Regions from separate parts of the Hordeum vulgare genome. Here region 1 is linked to region 2. A link is a contact called in public Hi-C data. All regions are on one chromosome and are shown on one strand. The core of a region is the stretch at or near the end of the contact, and the rest is flanking DNA. Distances in the headings are between cores, read along the strand shown.

The links. Hi-C and Micro-C count contacts between places; a contact is called where the count stands out from the background.
Region 1: a Hi-C map of seedling shows a contact between it and region 2, with 3 times the contacts expected there. The contact joins the promoter of LOC123411638 here to the enhancer-like site in region 2. A contact is called at or near these places in 2 of 6 Hi-C or Micro-C datasets (leaf and seedling).

What each region holds. Positions count from the first base shown.
Region 1 is chr7H:485,977,725-485,983,453 of MorexV3_pseudomolecules_assembly, reverse strand. LOC123411638 (peroxidase 1-like) reads right to left here and starts at 1,822. Exons shown (of 2, transcript XM_045104601.1): 1 at 1,509-1,822. The coding sequence starts at 1,733.
Region 2 is chr7H:485,373,451-485,378,605 of MorexV3_pseudomolecules_assembly, reverse strand. No RefSeq gene overlaps it. Among protein-coding and RNA genes, the nearest start is that of LOC123413310, 43 kb to the right of the region's middle. Within about 2 kb of position 2,930, at least 3 of the 3 cell types and tissues checked have open chromatin away from gene starts, as enhancers often do. A contact at or near this core is called in leaf and seedling, where this site is marked.

The DNA of each region.
Region 1 (5,729 bases), core at 573-3,072, 610 kb before region 2:
GCAGGTATATATGGCGTAGCAAGCATATACGCATATATATACATCTAATAACCTGTGCCTCATTTCATGTTTGGCGATTGGTATAGTTGTTTAGTAGTCGCATGTATAATTGTCTGACTCACTGAATAGTGTGAAATGTGACACCTAAACTACCAAACTAGCGAGGTGACACGCCGTCAACGTATGGTATGTGGTCAGAACAAGAGTGAGCTCCACATGTTTCCCTCCATTAATTGATTAGTATTAGTAGTCACCGTCGCGTACCTTGTTGTGTTCAACTCAAAATCGTTACGTTCCAAGTTAATTGTCCTTGTGTACACCTTTGGGCATGTCTTTCCCTTTCATGAAGGATTACAAGCTTATCGCTAATAGTACCAAATTAGGTATTAACATGTGAAGTTTTGAACGCCCTGACGCAGACGTAAAGTTTTTAGTTAGTTGGAAAGTTTCTGGTTACCATGCATCTGACTTCAAAAGGGCCATTTTGTTACTATCATGTCCAAAGGCTCCTCTTTATTCTCATCCATTTGAGACCAATAATAAAGATGGTTAGCATGTTCTCCGTTCGAAGATGAATAAGGACCTTGGCAATTACATGAGCTATTTAATTTCATGAACAAAGTTTAGACATGACAAAAATGCAGAAAAGATACACGCGTCGTATATATGAAAAACATATGCGGCTAGGTAGCTTAGAGCATCTACAACCAGAACTTGCAAATCTGTTCATTCAAACGTCCGCGGACGTGCCTACTCAGTGCACGTGATTGATGAAAAAAAAAATGAATAAAGAAAGAGAAAAAAATAGTCCAGGATGCGGTCGCGTCTTACATGGCAGCAGGGACGATTCTAGGGGGGACAAGGGGGGCTAGACCCCCCTAACAAATTGATTTTTCTATATAATGGTTGTTATAGCTATTTTTTTTTACTTCGTATGAACTTTGCCCCCTCCATGAACAAACTTGTCCCCCTTATGCTTGCATGTTGGCTTCGTCCCTGCGTGGCAGACTGACCGGACGTACTGGTCAGTCCGGGTGTTTGAGATGGGTGTAAGGGTTTCGGCTGGATTTTTTTTTTGTGGTCGGTCAATGACAGGACGGGTTGTCCGGGTGTTTGAGATATGTTTGAGGGGTTGGACTGTAGACGCTCTTAGCATGAAATTGCAAACTAAGCAAAACTTAATTGGTTAGGTTATTTAATTATGGTAGAACAAGCATCGTAGATTTGACATGACTGCTGCCATACTCTCTGAATTCATTTGAATTTCGACGTAGGTATGATCTGTTAGCTCAATCTTAAGAGATGTCAGTCCAATCTTTCAAACGTGCCAGTAGTAATAATGTGTACGTACATATGTTTATAAGAGATGGGTATGCATGCATGTTGTGAGCGTATGTCTTGAAAAAACGTAGTAGCTCTTGGAGTACAAAAAGCAAAGCAACTAGTATGTGCGACTGCTCCTGATCATGCATGCTACACATGCAACAGGTACGCACGCGCGCACGTACCTCGACGAAGCAGTCGTGGAAGTGGAGGCGGATGAGGCCGGCGGCGACGCCGGAGTTGGTGGCGAAGGCGGCGGTGACGGCCTGCCGGACGATGGCCTCGGCGTTGGGGCAGGTGGTGTTGTAGAACCCGACGCGCAGCTGGGCGCGGCTGTGGACCGGCAGCTGCAGGCACAGCACGGCGGTGAGCAGCACCGCCAGACCGGCCAGGCTGCCGCTGCTCGCCATGGTGGCTAGCTTAGCTTAGCTGAAGTACTTGTCACCCTCACAAGGACGGCACAGTGAGCGTCAACTGCACAGCAGTAATGGGTGCTTAACTCGCCTGGCCTGGGTTGTTTTTATAGAGCTTGGGTTGTCGTTGGTTGGTTTGTTTGACAAGTCATGCAGGTGCAGGTGCAGTGTACGTGTGCTGGCCACGGTAGCAGCAGAGCAAGAGCAGAGGACCCGGCCGGCGACGAGGAGAGGAACAGTAGGATGGCGCTGGTGTTCGCTGGCTGGACCGCCTTCCTTGAATACGCGTGGCCGTGAGTTCCCACCATGGCTGCTAAAGTCAAGGTCGGGAACTGTAGGGACCCTGCTGATTGATTGATCATGTGCCTGCGTCGACTCGACGTGGTGTTGGATTTGGATCGATGCACGCGGAAAAGTAGCCGGCCGGCCGGACGGCTCTTCTCCCTCCCGTGCCAGTCGTGAGGCGACCAAGCCAAACAACAACAGTCACCGTGAGGACACGACGGACATCCGAGGCATCAATCCCTCAAAAAGAAAAGAAAAAAAAGACGTCCGAGGCATCAATCCCTAAAAGAAAAAAGGAGGGGAGGAGATCCATAGTTTCTATGCCGCTCCCGCGAGCGGTCCGGGCGCAACCCTAGCCTCTGCCGCCGCCAACCCACATCTCGCCTCTCCCCTCCCTCGCCGTTGTCGGGAGACGCCGCCAGGCAAAGCCTGTGCGTGCGTCGGTGGCGGCGGGGCTCATCCCTCCTCACAAGGCGTCCGGGCGGCGCGGGACGACCAGCTCTGTGGAGGTGCGCGGCTCCGCAGGACGCGTCGGGTCGGCGGCAGCTTGGGTGGCACCGAAGGTGTGCGGCCGACGCGAACACGGCGAGGCCGGCACGCGCGCGTACGCGGCACGGACGGAGCGAGCTGGAGGCGTTGTGACGCAGCCAATGCGCGCGGATGGCTGGACGGTGCGCGGCCGCCGCGCGGGTGGTGGGGCGGCGCAAGTTGGCGGAGTGGCTGCGGCGCGAGCGGGCAGAGGGGCGGCAGTACGAGGCCGACGGCGTCCTGGATCTGGACGCGACGATGCATCTGGGCCCGGTTGGGCCAGATCTAGGCTCAGCGAGCTTGCTCGTCTTGGGCAGTCGGTGCTTTGCCGCTCCCGGTGAAGGCGGTGGTGCTGCTTTGCCGCTCTCAGAGATGTGGAGGATGGCAGCGCGGCGGCGTTGCAAGTCGTGGCTGGAGCGGGTCGGCTACGACGGTGTGAGGTGCGGTGTGATTTTTGCTAGCCGTGTGTGATTGGTGGTTGGCGGAGGCAGGCTCTCTGGTGCATCAGGGATTCTTGCAAGGGACGTCGGCGGGCTGCGATGGCAATGGGTTTGGTGAGCTCCGGGCGAAAGCCTAGCATGACCTCGGTTGATGCCGACGGCGACTACGTCTTTGAACGTCGTTTCCCTCCTTTGAGGCGTTGTCGTGTGGAACCTCTTCACCTCCCTTATCGTCTCAGTCAAATTCCGGGTGAAAACCTTAGCTCCGGCCTTGGCCGCAGCAGGCATCGATGCGTTCGGTCGCTTTCTTCTTGGGGGCGATGTCTTTGGAGGTCCGGTCCCTTGTCAGCTCTCGTGGCTTTGGAGTTTTGTTGCCTGCCAGGTGTCTGTGTGGCCTTGGGGCCGGTGTGGAAGTCGGAGCAACGGCTCCGGAGATTTCCTCTGCGTCTGGTGTTGCTTTTGGTAGCTTGGGCGACAAAACCATCGACTCGGCTGAAACGTGGCCTCGGGGCAAGTGTGGATGTCGGAGCAGTGGCTCCAGAGATGGTTGTTGGGTGTCGGCCTCGGTTGCTCAGGTGACGGAGTTGGCGGCTTGTCGGATGCGCGGCCTCGGGGTCGGTGTGTGTTCTTGTTGGTTGTAAGTCAGAGCGGCGGCTCCGGAATAGGGTTGTAGGGTGTCGATTTCAGTTGCTCGGGCAACGGAGTTGACGGCTCGGCGGATGCGCGGCCTCGGGGTCGGTGTGTGGATCGTTTGTTGTATCAGTTTTCGATCGGTTTTCCTTATTAACTGACCAATTCTTCTTCTTCTATATAAAAAGGTAGAGCTCTTGCTGATTCCTTAAGAAAAAGAGAACATTCCGAGGCATCAACACTGCATTTTCGTTTTCTTTGCACAGGGTGAACGCTACAATTTAACGAGGGGTTGCTAAGACTGAGTTACTCCTCCTATCCAAATTAATTGACATAGCCTCTATACAATATATAAGATGAACATTGTGTAGGGCCTGCGCCAATTGATTTGGATATGAAGAGTAGCTTGATTTAGTCCCGTTCACGAGCTCGACTAATGGATTAAAAATATGTATACACTGAAAGAAAATATTTGTGCAGTTTTTATAAAATGTGTATTACTCATTTCATACTTTTTATTAGACGTTTCAGACAGCTCAAATTAAACTATTTTGTTTATCATGCACTAAAAAAGGTGTTAAAAACATGTCTTAAGAGAAAGATGCACATCATGTATTTACAAAATATTTAGCGTGTATAAAAAATGATTTATGTGTACACTTAAAAATGTATATTCTGTACTATAAAAGATAGCCGTGTGTCAAAGAAACCAATAAAACCAGCAAATCAAAAAATAATAGAGAACAAATAAAAAACAACAAATCAGAAAATAATAGAAAAACAAATAAAATAATAAAACTCAGGTAGAATTAAAAAAATACCAAAAATCTGTGAAAAACACAAACGAAATCGAATTATAATGAAGAGAAAAATAAACTGAAGAAAAAAAGAAAACAAAGAAAAAAGAGAACAAAAAAGCTCCAAGGCGAAACAGTGAAAACGAACAAAAGAACCACACAATAATAAACCTGGACAAGGACAGAAAGGAAAAAAAAAGCGGAAAAAAGAAACGAATTGCTACAGTAATCGGAAGCGCTGGCCACGCCAAGCCTGAGGCGAGGGAAGCATATATCTCGCTGCAAGCGAGATATAGGTTCGGCGCATATGTTTTGGGAACAAGGCTGCCTTGTTTCTTTTTATGTGTTGAGCTACATGTGCGTAATGGACCATGTGTGCCTTTTCAACTTTGGTCTTTTTCTGCCTTTGTTTGATCTTGCGCGTTTGCTTTTTCTTTTACTCTTTCTGTTCTTTTAGATTTTCCATTTTCTACATTTTCTGTTTTCCTATTTTAGTTTTTATCCCATATTTACTTATTAATCTTATTTTTTTCATGTACTCTTTTTTCATTCGAGTGAAAATGTTTTTCCATGAATTTTAGTCAAAACTTTGATATGGACAAAGTTTTAAATTCAGGCTGCAACTCCAAGTTTTCAAATCGGGCTGCAACTGTAAGTTTTAGAATGGGGTCGCAACTCTAAGGCTTCAAAATTGAATCACGACTGCAGGGGTTTAAATATGGTCGCAAGTGCAAGCTTTTAAGTCAGGGATCACAACTGTCAACTACAATGTTTTAAATGTGGTCCCAACTGCAAGTATTCAAAGCGGGTAGTTTTCAAGTTCGGTCTAAACTTCAAGTTTTTAAATGGGGTCACAACTACAAGTATTCAAATAGGGTCGCAACTGCAAGTCGGATGGTAATTTGAAGTTTCAAGTCGGGTCCCAGCAGCAAATATTCATAGAGGGACCCAGTTGCATGTTTTTAAATGAGGTAGCAATTGCATGTTTACAAGTTAGGTCGCAATTGCATGTTATTAAGGAGTGATGCACTTATATTTTTTAAGAAGGATCGCAATTGCAAGTTTTCATAAAGGACGTAGCTGGAAGGTATCAAGGAGGGGCATAAAATACAACTTTTTGAAAGGGCTCACCAGAATAAGTTTTCAGAGGGGTCACAATTTTTGCGCACAACTATCCAAACTGGAAGGTTACTATTCAATCTTTTTGCGGCGATATTGCTAGTCATTTTTATGTGCATCCCAAGTGCAAAGAACACAAAAAAGCTAAAAGTCCTTTTTATTTAAAATTCAAAAAAGTTCAAAATGTCACCCAA
Region 2 (5,155 bases), core at 1,681-4,180:
GTCTATGCTCAAATATGGGCAACACCCTGCTTTGAAGCCATCGATGCAAGGCTTCAAAGACATAAAAACTTGGAGAACCTAACTTCACCTTCATCTGGTACCTTAGTATCTATCTCCACAACATCGCCAGGTGACCTCTTCTCCACCTTTGCTTTGAAGTTGTAAAGCATCCTAAATGTATTTTCCCAATCACCATATAAATTTTATATTGCCCTTTGTTTTTTCCTTCCACATTGTGGTATATTTCAGTTTAATGGGTTACTTCTTTTCCAAGTCTACTTTGAGTTTCTTGGCAGTAGTGTTTGGTGTTTTGGCTAAAATTGGGGTGATCTTTTCTGCAACACAAAGTTGTGATCTCATGGTTGATACTATCTATGAACGTGTAATACAAGTATGTTGATTGGGGATTTGGTTAACCCTGATAGTACTTCCATCAGGTTGCTGTCTAGCAGATATGTACCACTTGCAAGGCTTGACACTACCATCAAATCCTCTACACCTCGCGTAAAACTTCTTTCTATCAGTCCAAAAAGTCTTGGCATCAAACTCGTGTTTCACCGCATAAGTCTTGAAACACATCCTAAACTAATCCATGCTTGGGAACAACTTCCCCACTGCAATGACACGGTTTTCCTTGTCATACACATGCACCAGCTCATCATCATGGGCATCATCTACATCATTTGCAGCTTCTTCCATCAACTGTCCATCTACATCTTCATCGGCATTAGCAGGAAAACTAGATTCACCCCTCTCCTTATGTCTGACATCGACTGGAATGCCAAAAAGTTTGGTCATCTCAATGTCATGCATTGGTGTAATGACCAAATCAGTAGGCTGATCCAATTCAACTTCATTCCAATCAATAATAGCTGCAGTTTCAGTTCCAGACACCTGTCCCTCTTCGGCTAACTGTGAGTTCAGTGCACATGGGCATCAATGGCCTGTGTGAATCCCAATCATCATCTACCATCTGCACAACCAAGTCTGATGGCACATATCGAACCTTCGAACAAATATTCAGATCAACGAGTTCAGCAAAAAAAATAGCTGGTTTGCTTGTCTAGCCGTTTTACCGATCGATTTCTTCAACAATATGTTCACCATCTTCTATCTTGACATACTCTCCTTCCCAATCATCAAACCGCAATAGTGGTACTTCTTGCTCTGGACCCCAAACACTACTCTCCCCAATTTTCTCCACACATTTCTTCACCGCCTTCTCTCCCATGCTCTGTAGAACTTGTGGATCAATCTCTGTAAACTCAACCTCCCATGTAACAATTGTGTCCCTCTCAATGTTTTGTATGCTACCATCAACTAATTTTGCCTTCGATGGAAAGAAATTGATGGTCAATTCGAAGGTCCGAGCAGCAGCATCCCCTCTGCGAGTGGTGGCCACTGTGAGAAAGAGCAGAGGAGGCCCTAATTACATTCAAAATTGGACCGGAGAGAGGCGCATTACCTATTCGAAGTTGAATCAGGCGGCTCCATCTCAATATGCCCACGAGTTCCCCTCACAACCTATCGATTCAACAAGCAAAAAATAGAGGAACGAGCTGAGATCTACGGGCCCGACAGGGGAGCGGTAATAGGGGTCGAAATCATTCACCATTTTTTGAGAACGAGGGCTCTACCGCCGCTGAGAACGAGGGCTCCCCAGCCATCGCCGCCGAGAATGCAAGATCCGCCGCCGTCGGAGAAGAAGGGGGGACGGAGTGGGAGTGGGGGCACGGTCGGGCGGCTGGGTACAGTCAGTTGTTTTGACTAGACGCAGTGTTAGCTAAGTTGGACCCACATGTCTTAACATAAACGGGCTTGGCTGATGACCAATTTAACATCATTTAACACCTCATGTGGCCATGGGCTATTTACACGCTTAAATGTATCACACCACAACTATTATCTCTAATAACGTCACACTCCTTTGAATTTTTACAAAATACGTCGCACATGAGCCATTAGCCTCATGACACGCGCCCCGTTCTTGATGGAGACGACTCTCGACCAGGAGTTGACCGCCATCACGGAGCCGAAGTTGGCGAGGTCCACGCCACCCACCACACTGTGTGTCACGGGCACAAACATGCTGGCGTTTCTTTCCAGATGTACATGCCGCTTCACATCGAGGTCAACGGCCGTGGCTATCCACGCCTTGTTGGAGACGTCACGTCACACCGAACGTAGGCCATGTCCGGTTGAAGCTCCACGGCGATCGAGCGGCCCAGGTTGTTCTGCACGTTTGCGATGATGACCTTGATGTCATTCCTGATGACCTCCATGGCTGAGGCCTTGCCGATGCCGCTCGCGGTGCCGGTGATGACCCGCTAACATGTAATCATATCGACGGTATATCAGGACATAGTAGATAAAAATACACTCCTGACTTCGTGTCTGTTGTGCAGCAATGGAGAGCACCGGCAGCTGTGAGACTCGAAAGAATTTCTGCACCTACGGGATGGTGTAGACAAACCTCCGAGATTTTGGAGACGTGGAGAGGACATTGGCGAAACCTGACGCGATCAAACCGTGAATCTGCTCGTCTCCCTGAGGACGAGCTAGCTCTAGGTTGTCCGTACTGCGAGCTGTAAGTTTTACTCTGCTAAATCTATCGGCTAGAAACAATCAAAACTTAATAAAGTAAAAATATTATACTAAAGTTTAGTCAACCGTTTGTTCCTTTATTTTTTTATGGATACGCTAGAAATGCCCTTAAGCAGTCATGGCTAAGTGAAGGCATTGGATTAGTGAGTGTGCCAGATAGAGGCCAACATGCCACAGCCTATGCAAAAGGTCAATGGAACAGTAAAACCCAACTCACTAAGCGCGATCCTTTCTTGCCCAACCAGCCTCCCCGCTTAAGGCCCCTTAGGCCCAATCCTGTTGGCTCTTGGTTCCCCTAGATAGGGAAAGTACCCTTCCTCCGAAGCTGCCATGTAGCATTCAGAGAAAGCAAGTCGCTTGCGTCGTCCGTGTCGCCTACGCAACCTGGCCCTGGCCCTGCAAGCATAATGATTTTTTTTATTTTGATATGTTTACTTTTAAGTTAAAAAGTTTATAAATTCAAAAAATTATGAATTCAAAAGAGTATCATTTTAAAAAAAAAAGCTAATTCAACAAATTATTATTAAATCAGAAAATGTTCACAAATTCAAAAAATGTTCACAAATTCAAAAATAATTTCCAATTTCACAAAATACACATATATTTGAAAAGAAAATCTGAATTCAAAATTTAAAAATGTTCAAGAAATCAAATAAATTCATGAATTTAGAAAATGTTTGCAGATTTGAAAAATATTCACGAACTCAAAACATGTTAATAAATCTAAAAATGTACAAGAAATCAAATAAGTTCATGAATTTAGAAAATTTTTGCGGATTTGAAAAATATTCACGAATTCAAAACATGTTAATAAATTTAAAAAATTTCAAGAATTCAAATAAGTTCATGAATTTAGAAAATGTTTGCGGATTTGAAAAATATTCAAGAATTCAAAACATGTTAATAAGTTCAAAATTGGTTCATGGTTCTGAAACAAATATTTAGCGATGAAAATATATGTGAAGATCTCTTGCAATTATGCATAATCTTTAAAATTGTGAACATTTTCTAAAATAGTGTAAACATTTTTAAAATTTTAAAGATTATTTTGACATTTCTAGCAATTTTTTAAAAACACAAACTATCATTGAAATTTCCACCTCTTGAATAGAGTTTGAAAATTTCTGGATTTTTGATTTTCAGAAAAATACAAAAAATGAAAGAAAAAAAGAGGAAACAATAACGTTAACAAGGTCCTCAAAACCAGCCAGGAACCCTCCAAAAGTTCCTAAAACTGGCCAGTCTGGGTCGCTTGCTTTTCCTCAATTTATGCTCAGCGCGCTAGTCTATCTACCACAAATAAACGATCGCTAGTCTATCTACCGCCAATGAACAATCGCAAAACCGAAAAGCCAAAAGATCCCCAAGAAAAACCATCTAAAAATCGAAAACAAGTATAGAAAAAAAAAATCAAAGATAGTGTCTAGAACACGACACCTGGCATACGCTGAGTGACCCTTGAGGTTCTTGAAGAGTGCTCCTCCATTAGTTGCTACCAGTAAATATACATTCCACACTTTTCTTTGGTAGCTGGAGCATGCGGTATAGCTAGGATGAGGAATAAGTAAGGATGACGAATAGTCAATATATTACAAATATCACCTGCGTAATTTATTTAAAATATAATAATCAAGCATTTTAAAAATGTAAATGTTTATCGAGAATATGTTTCTCATGTATATAAAAATCTATACAAAAAAGTATAAAATGTGTATGTAAAAAGTTGCACATATATCACAAAAATGTTAATCAAGCATATAAAAATGTTGGTCAAACATTAGAAAAATGTTGAATGGTTATAGATTTTTCTATGTATACGACGAACATACACAAAAAAATACAATATGTATAAAATGTTGTTCATGTATGTAAGTAATGTTAAATGGGTATAATTGTTTTAGGTGTATATGAAAATATACAACATACATTAAATAAAAGTAGACATGAAAATATATATTTAAAGAAATTCAATCCTGTATTTTAAAATATTAAAACATGAATATAACAAATGTTCTTGATGTATATGAAAGATGTACATTGTGTGTGTAAAAATGCTTATTACTGATAAAGATCTATTCACTGTGTATTGAGAATTGTTGATCATGTATTAAAAAAATGTTAATCTTGTATTTATTTATTTTAAACATATATTAAAAACATATTAGATATAATTCCAAAATATGCATTGTATATGGAATGAATTAGAAATATAGAAATATATTTTCAAAAATGTTAATCATGTATTCCAAAATGTTAAACACGTATATAAAAACATTTTCTAATGTATATGAAAAATGTTGAATGCGTATTACAAAAAGTTGACGCGTGTTGAACTAAAAAGAACTAGGTGAAAAATGACAAAGAAACATAAATACTAGTAGAAACAAAAAAAAATTAGTAGAAACAAAAAAAACTTAGAAAACCATAATAATAAATTAAAAATCAAAGATAACCAATGCAAAATAATGAAAATAGCAAAGGATCTTTCTAGTGGAGAGACTGTATGACATCTACAACAAACTCACCACATGCGAGGACAAATTCAGGTAAT